2 separate regions of the Sus scrofa genome follow, and region 1 is linked to region 2. A link is a contact called in public HiChIP or PLAC-seq data. All regions are on one chromosome and are shown on one strand. The core of a region is the stretch at or near the end of the contact, and the rest is flanking DNA. Distances in the headings are between cores, read along the strand shown. Region 1 holds the start of UBE2H (ubiquitin-conjugating enzyme E2 H). Region 2 has its middle 34 kb from the start of ZC3HC1.

Region 1 (6,360 bases), core at 896-3,395, 45 kb before region 2:
TGGTACAAAATATATACTTTATTACATGCTCCTCTCTCTAATCCCCACTTCAACCTCTCCAAAATTCTAAACTTCAAACCACAAAACTTGCAAGTTCATCTACTGTTTGTAATTTCTAATCAAGTTTTCCCGAGCGAGGAGAAAAACACCTTGTTCCTGAAAAGATTATGCGGGGGGAAAATCACTTGCCCAGGCAACTTCCCTCCCATCCCCCACTTCCAAATCAAATGCAAAAACTACTTTTTAAAAACTTCAGCGAATTCCTTAACAGAATACTTAACAATAATCATTGATCTCTGCAATGAGGCAAAACGTCCAATCAAAAACAGTAACAATAAAAGGAAGAAAGAAGGAATTCACCTGAAGAATCTAGCCAAACAACTTGAGTTATATAAACAAAACCCTGCAACAGGGGGAAATGGTGGGGGGATGGGGTGAGGGAGAAACAAGAAGCAGGAGAGACAGACTTTTCAACTGCGTTTCTCACACTACCACTCCCCACCCGGATTCCCCTCTCCCCAGGGATTAGCTGTTCACAACACTGGGCTCATTTCCTCTCTCCCCCCACCCTCTAAATTACCCCTCAAAAAAATGTCTCGATTTGTCCCAAGAACCTTCGCGAATTTCTCTAGCTGGTCATGAAATAATCAGTCTGGACTCCAACCAAAACCACTGCCTGAAGGACTCTTATCAGTTAGAGCTGTCCCACTGCTACCTTCAGAGTACACAAAGTTGGGGGGGGGGTCGGAAAATAAAGGGTGTCATTTGGCAAGATCAGGATAATTATTCCCCAAGAACCTTATTCTCAAACAGGGAGTTTGCTTAAATGGCTAGCACAGGGGCTATTTAGTCAGGGAGATCCTCTTTCTCTCTCCCTCCCCACAGCTGTCATAGCCACAATATGGAGGGTGGCTGGCTGGAGGGCCTGGGGGTCCTCACCAAATACAACTATGGGTGGGATAGGCATTGTCGGTGGGGTTCTTCCAGGGACAAGGAAGCTTAACAGGGGTCTCGGATTGAAAACACTCAGAGCTCTTTATTACAAGAGGGGGCACTGAGTAGAATACTCTCTTCCTAATATAGAAAGGAATTAGGGATAAAGGAGGTCACTTGAGTTACCCCAGTTCAAGAAGCATTGTGAGTGGAGGGAATGGAGGCATCTCAAGAACAGGAGAAAGGCTTCACTCTCGGGAATTTCTATATCGAGTCCCTAAATCCAGAGCGAGCAGAGAGGAAAAAGAACGTGGGCTCTGTAGTGGAGAGAGGTGGCTGGTCCTGCAAAAAAAAAAAAAAAAGAAAAGAAAGAAAAAAAAAAAAAAGCCGTTTTGGGAGTCCAAACGTCGTGGAGAAAAGTCACGGGCACTGGGGGTGCAGAAAGAGCGTGGAACAACGCACATTTCGGGGTGCTGCAGATAAAGGGGGAGCCGAGAAGGCTCTCAGCTCCTGGGAGGTGCCAAGGAGCCTCCGTAGGCACTGGGGGGAGGGAGACGAAAGAAGGAGCCTCGGACAGTGGCCTGGAGTGCCCCTGGGCCCCTGTTTAGGTTTCAAGGGGGTGCCGTGGGCATCCCCATACTGCCCCCCACATACAGCCCGAATCCCCCCTCCTCGAAGGATACAGCTTGACCACGTCTGTGTCCATCCGCCTCTTGCCCGGACTAGGGGATGACATGGTGTCGCCGCTGCCTCCCCGTCGCCTGCGCCGCCGCCGCCTCTCTCCTTTCCTCGGCCCGTCTGTCACGGGCCCTGGGCCCCGGCTCTGAGGAGCCCGCGGTCGCGCCGGCTCCTCGGTGGAGGTGGCAACACCCCCGCGGTCTTGTCCGGTCCCGTCAGCCGCCGCCGCCGCCGCCGCCCCCCGCACGGGGGAACACCGGGCACTGTCCGGCCGAGTGGGGGTGGGGACCCCGCGGCGCCCGGCTCAGGCTGCCCCTCTCCGGCTGTGGGTTCCGCCTCGGCCCAGCCCCGGCGCGCCTCTGTGCCGCGCGACTCTCCCTCCTTCCTGCTCTAGCTCGCTCGCCTGCTTGCCTGCTCGCCCGCTCACCCTCTCGCCGGCTCCCTAGCAGCCTCCACGACAAGCGGACGATTCCTGCTCAGTCGGCCTCTCTACCCCAGCCTCGCTCTGGGCGCCGTGACGTCACCTCTGTGACGTCATCGGAGGGGGCGGGTCCGGCTGGCAAAAGGGGTGGGGTGCCGCCGCCGCCGCGGCGTGAACTTTTCTCGAGGGATTCTGGGAGATGTAGTTCCACTTTCTCCTGACCGCCCAGCTCTCCGCCCCCTCCCCCAACTCCCCCACACACTTAATCGCTCAACTGCCAGTGTCGTTATCATCATCATAAACGATAATGGTTAAATAATGGCACTATTATTACATCCATGTATTTTAGGGTAATGACCCTCCTTCCCACGTACACTGTTAAAAATTCTGTTTATTTGATTTGAGGAAGCCAAGGTGGCAATTAACCCAGTCACCAAAATCTGGAAATTCCTACACAAGCATTTCCCTGCACTCTGCTCCCTCCTTGGAGGGAGAGAATTTGTTTGCATGGATTGTAGACTAGAGCAAGGCATCTCTGAGCTTGCAAATCAGAGTTTGCTATGCTCCTGTGTATAGGGTCACCTTTTCAAGGATTAGAGTTGAGGCGGCCAGGCCACAAGGCCAGAAATAATTTAGTACTAACATCCTTATTCTATTCAGTATGAGGTGATTTCACAAAATGAATGACTGATAGAAGCAGAAATACCCCAAACATGCTCTTCTTCAGGCAAATTGTTCTGCCCTCCAAACTCCTATATCAACCCCATATACTTCATCATTCAGTAAGTATTTATTGAGCACCTATTGTAGTCATCACCCTGCTGGACATGAGGATATGGTGAACTAAGAAATACTTTAAATTTACACGGCACTCCCAATACGGTCTAGATTTAGAGTGTCAGCATCACCTGGGAACTTGTTAGAAATGCAGGCTAGGGCTCCACCACAGACCTACTGAATTAGAATTCGCAATTTAACAAGGTCCCCAGGTGATTCCTTTGTGTAGTAAAGTTTGAGATACACCGCTCTACAAAGCTCTCCAAAAGAAGTGACGCGGAACCCAGAAGTCAACCCGCCAAAGGAGGCAGGAAAAAGTGTTCTAGGCAGCTCTTGTATTTATATCCCATTTTCACTGCCACCTGTTTTCAAAATTTTTATCTATTCCCTTGTTCCCATGAATACATTTGAATTTTGTCAAACCATGTGCTGTGAGTTGGGTCCCCTTATGTAACAGCTATACACACACACACACAAACCTGGAGCCAAACTTGGCTCCCCACTCTCCTTCACCTGAGTATCTCCCACTCTTGTGATTCCCAAGCTTTGGTGTACTTCTGAATCACCTGGGGAGCTTGTTAAGCTCACAAATGTCCAGGCCCCACCCTGGGAATTCTGATTCAGAGGGTCGAGGGTGGGGCTTGGATGTCTAAGTCTTTAACAAGCTCCCCAGATGATTCTGATGCAGGCCAAAGTTTGAGAACCACTCCTGATAGATTCCACCATAGGCCTCAGCACTTGCCAAACACCTGCCTGACCCCTCTAGGTGGGTCCTGCACTTCCATAACCTCCTCTGCAAATAAGGAGGTTTCTTCCCCACCTGAGAGCAAGGTGGTAAGCTCAGAGAACCCACAGATATTTTTTCCAGAACAGAAAAAACTGATCAGGGATGGGATACTTGAGTAAAAAGGGCATAGAGGGATCTAGAAATTTTCCCTGCTGCTTTAATTCTCACAGATGTTATGCTGCCGTGATCTAAGCACTAAGCAAAAATTATTAGCGAAGTATTTATTTAGAGAGACTTGTTCTGGACTACCCTGGAGAAGGTAGGGCTGCTCTAGCCAGGAATGCAATGGCAGTTAGCCTCTGAGCAGTTGTCAAAAAGGAATCAGCCTTCCCAGTAAGTATCTTAACTCTGAGTTACTTAGGACAAACCTGCCCCTCCCCAGCTCTTAATTATGCCTCAGTTAATTGCTTACATCCTCCCCAAGCATCAGTTTTCTCATCTGTAAAATGTGGTTCATAATGCCCTACCCACTTGAGTGGGTTGATGGAATAGATGGAAAAGATGAATGCGAAAGCCCCTTGTAAACTAAAAATTGCTTTTCATAAAGGCGATGTGAAGTGTTATTGTAAGGTGTGATAGGATACTAGCAGGGGTATTAATATCAATTCTCCACTTGCCCCACTCGCTATGCACTGTGTGGCCGTTAAGAAGAACATTCACTTTTTTGGAGAGGGGGTTTAAGATGTCTTAGTGTTACTCTTTGTGGTGAAGTTATATTTACATTTTTACACCTTTCTCTCTGGGTATCTTGCCATCTGCTCCTTCATAAATCTACCTCCCCTTATTCTGACTTCCTCCCCAAGCCCTCCTCTTTCCAGAGCCTCAGAGGACTCCTGATCATGCCCTATGACCAGGTAGGTTCAAAAGGTGGCACCAAAGTGGTGCCAAATGACAGCCCTGGTTTGATTTATTTTTGGCTTAACGAACCTGGAGCTCCTCTTGAGCAGAGTAAGTTTGCGCTCACCTTGCCTCCCAGTGTTTCAGCCACTCAGAATGTCAATAATTTACTCTAAAACAACACCAGGGCCTGGGAGTGTCTGTTTATATGTGTGCACACGCGGCTGTACACTGGAATGAGCCATGTTCTTCCTTATCAGGGACAACCAGGGACGCCGTGAGGGCACAGCTGTCCAACCCTGCCTGACTCGCCAGTGTTGCAATCTGGGAAGTGTATTCAGGCCTGTTTATCTCTCCCCACGGCTGGGCCAAGCTTGACCAGTGGAGCCTCTGATCTCAGGAATAGCTCCTCAAAGGCAAGAAAATAAGTTTGCAGAGAACATACTGCTTTGAACAAGGCGCTAGGAGGGAGTGAGATGAAACCCATTGGAAGAGCCCCACTCAGAAGCTGCTCTGTCCCTGAAGGTCCCTATTAACCCAATGGCTCCAAAACTAAAGCCAATTTATCACTGTCCCTGATAAATGTGAAAGTCCCCCAAATAAGGCCGCCTGATTCTGTTGGATCATTTCTATTGAGAAAGAGGTTCACTTCCATCTGGCACTCTTGGTATCTGAGATCACAGGCCCAGACCCCTTGAGAGGGCAATAATATCAGCAGTTTCCTTGCTGCCAGGAAATAAAAGCTTAAAACTCATTTCAAGTCATCTCCATGTGACTCTATTACAATCTGTCCCCACAGAAGCAGACATTGGGGCTCAGGAAGAGCCTGCAGCAGCAAGGACAGGCAGATTGAGAGACTGCTATCATCCCCACGGGGTTCTTTGCTTGATACCCCTGGCAGCAGGCGCCCTGGGCGAACCCCAACCCCAAGACCAGTGTGATTCAATGAGAGCTTGGAACTTGGAGACAGAGGACACCCTCTAGGCCCAGGTCTGCTACCTGTTATTAATTTATTTATTCATTACTTTTCTTGTTTTTTAATTAAAGCAGAGTTGCTTTACAATGTTGTGCCAGCCACCTGTTATTGACAGAACTTAAGCAAGTACCCTAACCTTCATGTTCCAGTTACTCGTCTGTAAAATGCGATGACAGAACATGCATCCATCCAACGCTTGCCCAGACCAAATAGAAGAAATGTTTCAACCTCTAAAGGGCTAGTCGTGGATAAGATATTATCATATCTCCCTTACACACAGACACACTCTCTCTCTCTCTCTCTCTCTCTAATGCCAAGGCTCAAGACAAGAGCGAGGCTGGAAATTATTCACCCCTGCATCCAGGGAGCTCTCATCCTGGCCAGATCCTCTGAAACCCTTGTTTTGCCAGTTATGGCTTCCTGCATGTTTACTCTGCTGCTTCCTCATCCCCCTGATCTGGAAACGCTAGAGGTCCCAGATTCAGTCCCCAGGCCTCTGTTCTTCTTTTTCTACATGTAATCCAGTCTCAGAGCTTTAACTGCCATCTATGCTCTGACTCCCTAACATACCGTTCTAATAGGGACCTGACTCCTGAACTCCAGACACACAGCTGCCTATTCAACATCTTCTGGTGTCCCGAATAAACTCCTGAGACCCTCCCCAGCTCTTCCACACATAATTTTCCCCATCTCAGTAAATGGCCAAATGAAGTTGAAATATATGAAATGGACTTTTAAGATTAAGAACAGTCAAATATTGGCAACTTCATTCTCTTCAACCAAATACATCCTTCCAACTGCTCGGGCCAAAGGCCTTGGACTTTACAATCCCTGACCCCTCACTTTAATACGGTACCTTGAATACATTAGGAAATCCTCTTGGCTCTGCTAATCAAATATATCCAGAATCTTTTCCCCACCACTTTTACTAAGCCAGCGTCATTACTGCAA
Region 2 (6,800 bases), core at 1,895-4,394:
AAAGTCTCTGGGAACAATTTTTATTTTTAGTTGTTGACTCAAATTTGTTTCTGTTGGACATCAGCTGTTACTGGCTCCAATTCCTTTTTTTTTTTTTAAATATATCTTTCATGGTTTTAGGGTTGAACCCGTGGCACATGGAGGTTCCCAGGCTAGGGGTCTAATCGGAGCTGTAGCCACCGGCCTACACCAGAGCCACAGCAATGCCAGATCCGAGCCGCATCTGTGACCTACACCACAGCTCACGGCAATGCCAGATCCTTAACCCACTGAGCAAGGCCAGGGATCGAACCTGCAACCTCATGGTTCCTAGTCGGATTCATTAACCACTGAGCCACAAAGGGAACTCCTCCAATTCCAATTTTGAGTAGACAATCTCAGACCCAGATTCTTAATCATAGATGTCCTGTTTGGAATCTGATCTTTAAAAAGCTTATGAATGAGCCATGAGTTCAATGCTTAATCTATGGTGAGACATGTAGAATAAAAGACTTATCTACTTTTTTACTTTTTTATTTTTATTTTTTATTTTTTGCTTTTGCTTTTTAGGGCAGCACCTGCTGCACATGGAAGTTCCCAGGCTAGGGGTGGAATGGGAGTGGCAGCTGCTGGTCTATACCACAGCCACAGTAACACAGGATCCTGGACCCACTGAGCAAGGCCAGGGATCAAACCTGCATCCTCATGGATACTAGTTGGATTCGATTCTGCTGTGCCACAATGGGAACTCCCTCATCTGCTTTTTATTTTATTTTTTATCTTTCGTCTTTTTAGGGCTGCACCCTTGGCAGATGGAGGTTCCCAGACTAGGGGTCGAATCAGAGCTGTAGCTGCCAGCCTACACCACAGCTACGGCAACTCAGGATGCAACCCACATCTGCGACCTACACCACAGTTCATAGCAACCTGGCATCCTTAACCCACTGAGCAAGGCCAGGGATCAAACCCGAGTCCTCATGGGTTCGTTAATCACTGAGCCACAATGGGAACTCCAAAACCTTATCTGATTTTTAAACAAATTCTATTTGAACTAGAAAAAACAGAGTTTCCTGGTGGCTCAGAGGGTTAAGATCTAGCATTGTCACTGCTGTGGCTCTGGTTACTGCTGTGGTGCAGGTTTGATCCCTGGCCTGGAGAACTTCTGCATGCTGAGGGTGCAGACAAAAAAGAACAGATAATCCCTCCCCCACAAAAACAAAAACAGTTCACCCATTTTCATCCCACTTCTGGCAACCACGAATCTGTTCTATCCATGAGCTTTTTTTTTTTCCACTTCTTATTATGTCCCATATGTAAGAATGATAATATGGTATTTGTCTTTCTCTGATATTTCACTTAGCATAATGCCCTCAAGATCCATTCATGTTGTCACGAATGGACAGATTTCATCCTTTTTATGGCTGAAAATATTCTACTGTATATATATGTTTTTGCTTTCTTTGGATAAATACCCAAAAGTGGAACTGCTGGATCATACAGTAATCCTATTTTAAATTTTTTGAGGAATCTCTATATGATTTCCCATATTTTCCATAGTGACTGCACCAATTTACATTCCTACCAACATACAGGAGGGTTCCTTTTTCTCTACACCCTCTCCAACACTTATTATTTGTAGATTTTTTTTTGTTTTCTTCCCACGGTACATGAAAGTTCCTGGGCTACGGGTAGAATCAGGGCTGTAGCTGCAGGCCTATGCTGAAGCTTGAGGCAAACTGGATCTTTTTTTTTTTTTTTTTTTTTTTTGTCTTTTGTTGTTGTTGTTGTTGTTGTTGTTATTGTTGCTATCTCTTGGTTCTTGGGCCACTCCCGCGGCATATGGAGGTTCCCAGGCTAGGGGTTGAATCGGAGCTGTAGCCACCGGCCTACGCCAGAGCCACAGCAACGCGGGATCCGAGCCGCGTCTGCAACCTACACCACAGCTCACGGCAACGCCAGATCGTTAACCCACTGAGCAAGGGCAGGGACCAAACCCGCGACCTCATGGTTCCTAGTCGGATTTGTTAACCACTGCGCCACGACGGGAACTCCGCAAACTGGATCTTAACCCACTGAGTAAGGCCAGGGATTGAATCAGGATCCTCAAGGACACTATGTCAGATTCTTAACCCGCTGAGCCACACAGGAACTCCTTTTTTTTTTTTTTTTTTTTTTTTGGTTTTTTGAATGAAAGCCATTCTGACAGGGGTAAAATTATAATCTCACCTTGGTTTTGGTTGCATTTCCCTGATATAGAGCATGTTTCCATGTACCTGTTGGCCATCTGCATGTCTTCTTTGGAAAAGCCTATATTTTATTTATTTATTCATTCATTTAGCTTTTTAAGGCCGCACATACAGCATATGGAGGTTCCCAGGCTTGAATCGAAGCTGTAGCTGCCGGCCTACGCCACAACAGCAGGATCCGAGCTGCATGTATGACCTACACTGCAGCTCACAGCAACGCTAGATACTTAAGCCACTGAGCCAGGCGAGGGATCAAACCTGCATCCTCACGGATACTTCCAGCTTCACAGCTCATTACTGCTGAGCCACAAGGGGAACTCCCAGAAGTGCTTATTTTGTTATTGGATGTTGTGTGTGTATGTATGCTGTGAGTTCTTTATACATTTTTGGTATTAGTCTCTGATCAGATTATGATTTACAAACATCTTCTGTCATTCAGTAGGTCGTCTTGGACGAATCTTGACCAAGCGGATGGTATTCAAGCCTGAGTTCTGTCCTCGAGCTCCTTAGAGGCTGTGAGCTCTCGCAGGTGATCCCATCGCGTCACAAGACCGTGCGTGCTCCTTTCCCTTCAGGAAGCTGGCCTCTCCTCCCTCTCATTCCTGGGTTCTAGGATTTGCTTACCGCCGCAACCTTCACTGTCTCCGTCCAGAGCAAACTGACAAGGCAGGTGCAGTGTTTGAAAGCTGAGCTCACATTGTCTGACATTTCTCTCTTTGAAAGGTGGGGATCCTTGTCTTCGGATTGGAGTTGACCTTCATGACTTTCTTGTAACTTGAGGCGAGTTCAGAGAGGCTAGTTCATGCAGCTTCCACTCGGCTTTCCCAGCAAGGCCCCAATAGCCTTTATAAGGCTGTGGCAAAGGTCGGGGCTGGGATTCGCCCTGGGTTGGCAGGTTAACCGGAAAGCCAGTCATCAGGAGGCTGAGGTCATGTTCCAGGCAGCCGGGCCAGAACTAGGTCCTCCCCTCCCTGCCGCCTCGCCCTCCCCTCAGGGAGCCTCACTTCCCGGACTGGAAAGCAGAGGGCCGCGGACCACATGAGACGCTGAGGCTTTACAGGGGCTTGGATTGCACTGCAGGGGTGCCACCCCCAAGGCGCCAGTTGCTGGGGGGCGGTGTGTGAAAGGGGGGCTGCAAGGTGAGGGAGCCCAGCCACAGCACAGCAGTGGGAGCGGGCCTGGCGCCATCCCCATCTCCGTCCCGCAGGCCCGGGGAAGCTGGCCTCTTGGCCGGTACTTCGTTTTAGGGGCCCTTTAGCTCCTTCCTGGAGGAGAGCCGCACTCTGGGCCGTTTCCTGACTCCCCGTCCCACCCGCAGGTGTGCTGACCTGGCCTCCTCCTCAGGACCCCCTTCCCCAGCTGGGCCACGGATGGTCCCTGCCGTGGAAATCACCTCAAGGCTGAAAACGTCTTCCTCCGGGTCGTGCAGAAGGGCCCTCACCCTTTCTCCTCTGGCACGTCCTGCTGGTCGCCCTCACCATGGAGTCGGAGAGAGAACGGTCAGGACCTTCCTTCAACATTTACTGTATTTTTTGAAAAGGTGTTTTCTAATTATATCGCAGTTACCTTTGTGTGTCTGTGAAACAGAGTCCCTTTTTTCTTCCTCATTTTACTCTGGAAAAACCCCAGATGGAGCTAGTGGGAGTTGACCCATATCACTGCTGATCTGCAGGGTTGGCCTGGGGAATGCTGGGCTTGGCAAGACTGCCTGGGGCCCCCTGGGGGCCAGGGGGTGCAGAGGTGGCTCAGTGGTGTGGGGGGTGGCGTGGAGGGGAAGAGGAAGCTGCCGCCCCATCCAGTCTTTCCTCCTTGGCTTCACCTCTGATTCCTGGAAATGTTTTCCAAAGGCTCTGAGGCCTCAGCTCTGGTTCTGCTCATCCCAGAATGGGCCCTGGGGCCTTGGGCCTGTTGTCAAGCCCCCGCCAGGCTTTTCACTCACTTTGGAGCTATGTCTCCGGGGTCAAACTGCTTTGTCTTGCTTTCTGAAGGGAGAAGCAGCAGAAAGTGCTGGCACTCGTGAGTGCAGCAGGCAGAAGATGTTCCAGCCTCCTGGCAGCCTGCTGGTCCAGCTCCAGGCCCAGGTGGCTGCCGGCTGGATGATTCAGGTAAGCTGTGCTGGACAAACAAGCCAGTATTCTCACCCCAGCAGGTGAGGACTGTAATTAACTCTCCTGTCGTCACTGTACCATCACCTTCTGAGAGTGGGCTTGCCAGGCTCAGAGCCAGGACCCGAGAAGATCGGCAGGAATGTGGTTTTCTTGGTCTATGTCTTCTTGCCCCAGATGCTTCCGGATGCTTCTAGAGCTGGGCTTGGAGTTGAGTCACCAGCACCTGCATTGTCTGATGATGTCACAGAGGCTGCTGGGCTAAAAAAGGTCCCTACTCGGAGCAAGGACAGTGTGGTGCAGAGATGGAAGTGCCTCTTCCTCCTGACCCCAACACCTGTCTTGTCCATCCCTGATGCTCTTTTCCTTCAGGGAATAAACACAAGGCAAACTGAAGAAATTGGCCAGAGAGATCACTGAACTGAAGCCAATATGGTAGCTGAGTGGCCAGGTGTGCAGCTTAGGACCGTCATACCTGCCTTATTTCAATAATACTAGGAAGGAGTTCCTGCTCCTTTTAGGAGGCACAAGGGGTTAAGAATCCAACTGCAGCAGCTGGGGTGGCTGTGGAGGTGCAGGTTCTACCCCTGGCCTGGCTCAGTGGGTTAAAGGATCTGGCATTGCAACGCAGATTCAATCCCTGGCCTGGGAACTTGCATATGCCACAGGTGCAGCCATTTACAAAAAGGTACTAAAAACATAGCTAGTATTTACTGAGCACTTACTACCTGTCAGCTGTTCTAAACACTTCACGTATCTCACTTAATCCTCAAACATCCCTAGGACAGAACTACCAGCATTATCACCTTTTCACAGATGGAAGAAACTGAGACATGGAGTTGCTGGCTCAGAAGCACACAGCGAGTAACCTGGAAATCCAGGATTTGAACCCAGGCTGCCGGATCTGGAGCCGCAGTGCTCCTACCCACCACGTCGCTGCCTCTTCTGCTGTCAGTCCGTGGCGCTGTAGTGGAAGAGGCCCAAGCAGGGGACCCCAGCATTTCTGGCCTGGCACAGCCACAACACCCACGGTGTGACCTGGGCTCCCTCTCCCGCCCGCTGGCCTCCAGATGCCTCACAGTGGAAGTGGGGGGTTAAGCCAAGGAGTCTTTGCAACTCGTTGATGCACATAACACTGTGGCGTTCTAGGGCTCTGCTGCCCGTGAAGACGGCACTAAGGTTCCTCTCTCCTCCTCTGGACCGTTCTGTAGGAAGCGCTTGCTCCCGATTAGCAATGGCAGCGTCACAGGCATTTGAGGAGGGTGGTGATAGACTCACAGCCTGGTGCCACTGATGGAGCAAAGCTGCTTCCCCACTCCACACCTCCATTTCCCTGCTCGATTCAGTGGAGACAATGACCCTGCTGTGCTCAGCGCTACAGTGAGTCAGGGTTAATTAGCATTAGTCAGACTTTGGAGTCCTCACGAGGAAGGGTCATCTGCTGTGTTGGGGCTGCTCTGTGGCCTTGGTGGCACACCCACTCTGGCCATGCTTCTATGAACATGTCTTCAAAGCTTCATTAGTGGCTTGCCTAACTTTGACCCTGGGGTGACCCAGCCCAGAGTGCCAGCATTGCGATGGGACACAAGGTTGCCACCTCAGGAGGGCTGCCTCCCATGAGCCAGTGCACCTGCCAATGACTCATCTTCTCCTGGGTCTCCTCTTGCAGTAGGCTTCTTCTCCTTGCTACTTGTTTCCTTAATCCTGGACCCAAGGTCCTAACCCTGACCTTGAACTTTTTTTCCTTCTGTGGCCCCATTCTCTCCCTTTATGTCTCTGCCCCTACCTTTTCAGTGCTTTCAGTCTGTCTCTTTTTCTATCACTGTTATAAGCCTATGTTGAAAAACAAGGCAGCTTCAGCCTTCAAGGAAGTTTGTTAGGAGAAGACCTGTAACAAAATAAAGACAAAGTAGGATTGATGTTGAAAATGAGAATAAGTTGTGATAATCATTGTATGACTATAAATGTAATAAATTCATTGAATAATAAAAAAATTTAAAAAAAAGAGAGAATAAGTCACTTGAAAAAGTTCTAGAGTCCCTCTTGTGGCTCAGCAATACCAAACCTGACTAGTATCCATGAGGATGCAGGTTCGATCCCTGGCCTTGCTCAGTGGGTTAAGGATCTGGCATTGCCCTGAGCTATGGTGTAGGTCACAGACCTGGCTTGGATCTGGTGGTGCTGTGGCTGTGGCATAGGCAGCAGCTGCAGGTCCGATTGGACCTCTGGTCCAAGAACTTCCATATCCACAGATGCAGCCCTAAAAGGAAAAGAAAATAAAGTGCTCTACTCTCTGCAACTGCTGATCTGCTAATGATTAACAATAAAGTGCGGAGGCCGGGTGTCTTGCCTCTGCAGTTCCAGGCAGTGAGGAAGTCAGGTGGAGCATGAGCATCACCTAGTGGCACTACAAGGTACTGCTGCATTACTGCTCAGCATACTTGATCCTGACTCAATTTAGCTAGAAACA

The links. HiChIP or PLAC-seq counts read pairs in DNA pulled down with a chosen protein or histone mark.
Region 1: an H3K27ac HiChIP or PLAC-seq map of skeletal muscle shows a contact between it and region 2. The contact joins the promoter of UBE2H here to the enhancer-like site in region 2. A contact is called at or near these places in 1 of 5 promoter capture datasets (liver), 9 of 47 Hi-C or Micro-C datasets (embryonic fibroblasts, fetal liver, fibroblasts and 3 more) and 1 of 2 datasets of contacts at active chromatin or transcription factors (skeletal muscle).

The regions. Positions count from the first base shown.
Region 1 is chr18:18,815,397-18,821,756 of Sscrofa11.1, reverse strand. UBE2H (ubiquitin-conjugating enzyme E2 H) reads right to left here and starts at 2,145. Exons shown (of 5, transcript XM_021078796.1): 1 at 1,617-2,145. The coding sequence starts at 1,669.
Region 2 is chr18:18,771,210-18,778,009 of Sscrofa11.1, reverse strand. No RefSeq gene overlaps it. Among named protein-coding and RNA genes, the nearest start is that of ZC3HC1, 34 kb to the right of the region's middle. Within about 2 kb of position 3,144, at least 8 of the 83 cell types and tissues checked have an H3K27ac peak or open chromatin away from gene starts, as enhancers often do. A contact at or near this core is called in skeletal muscle, where this site is marked.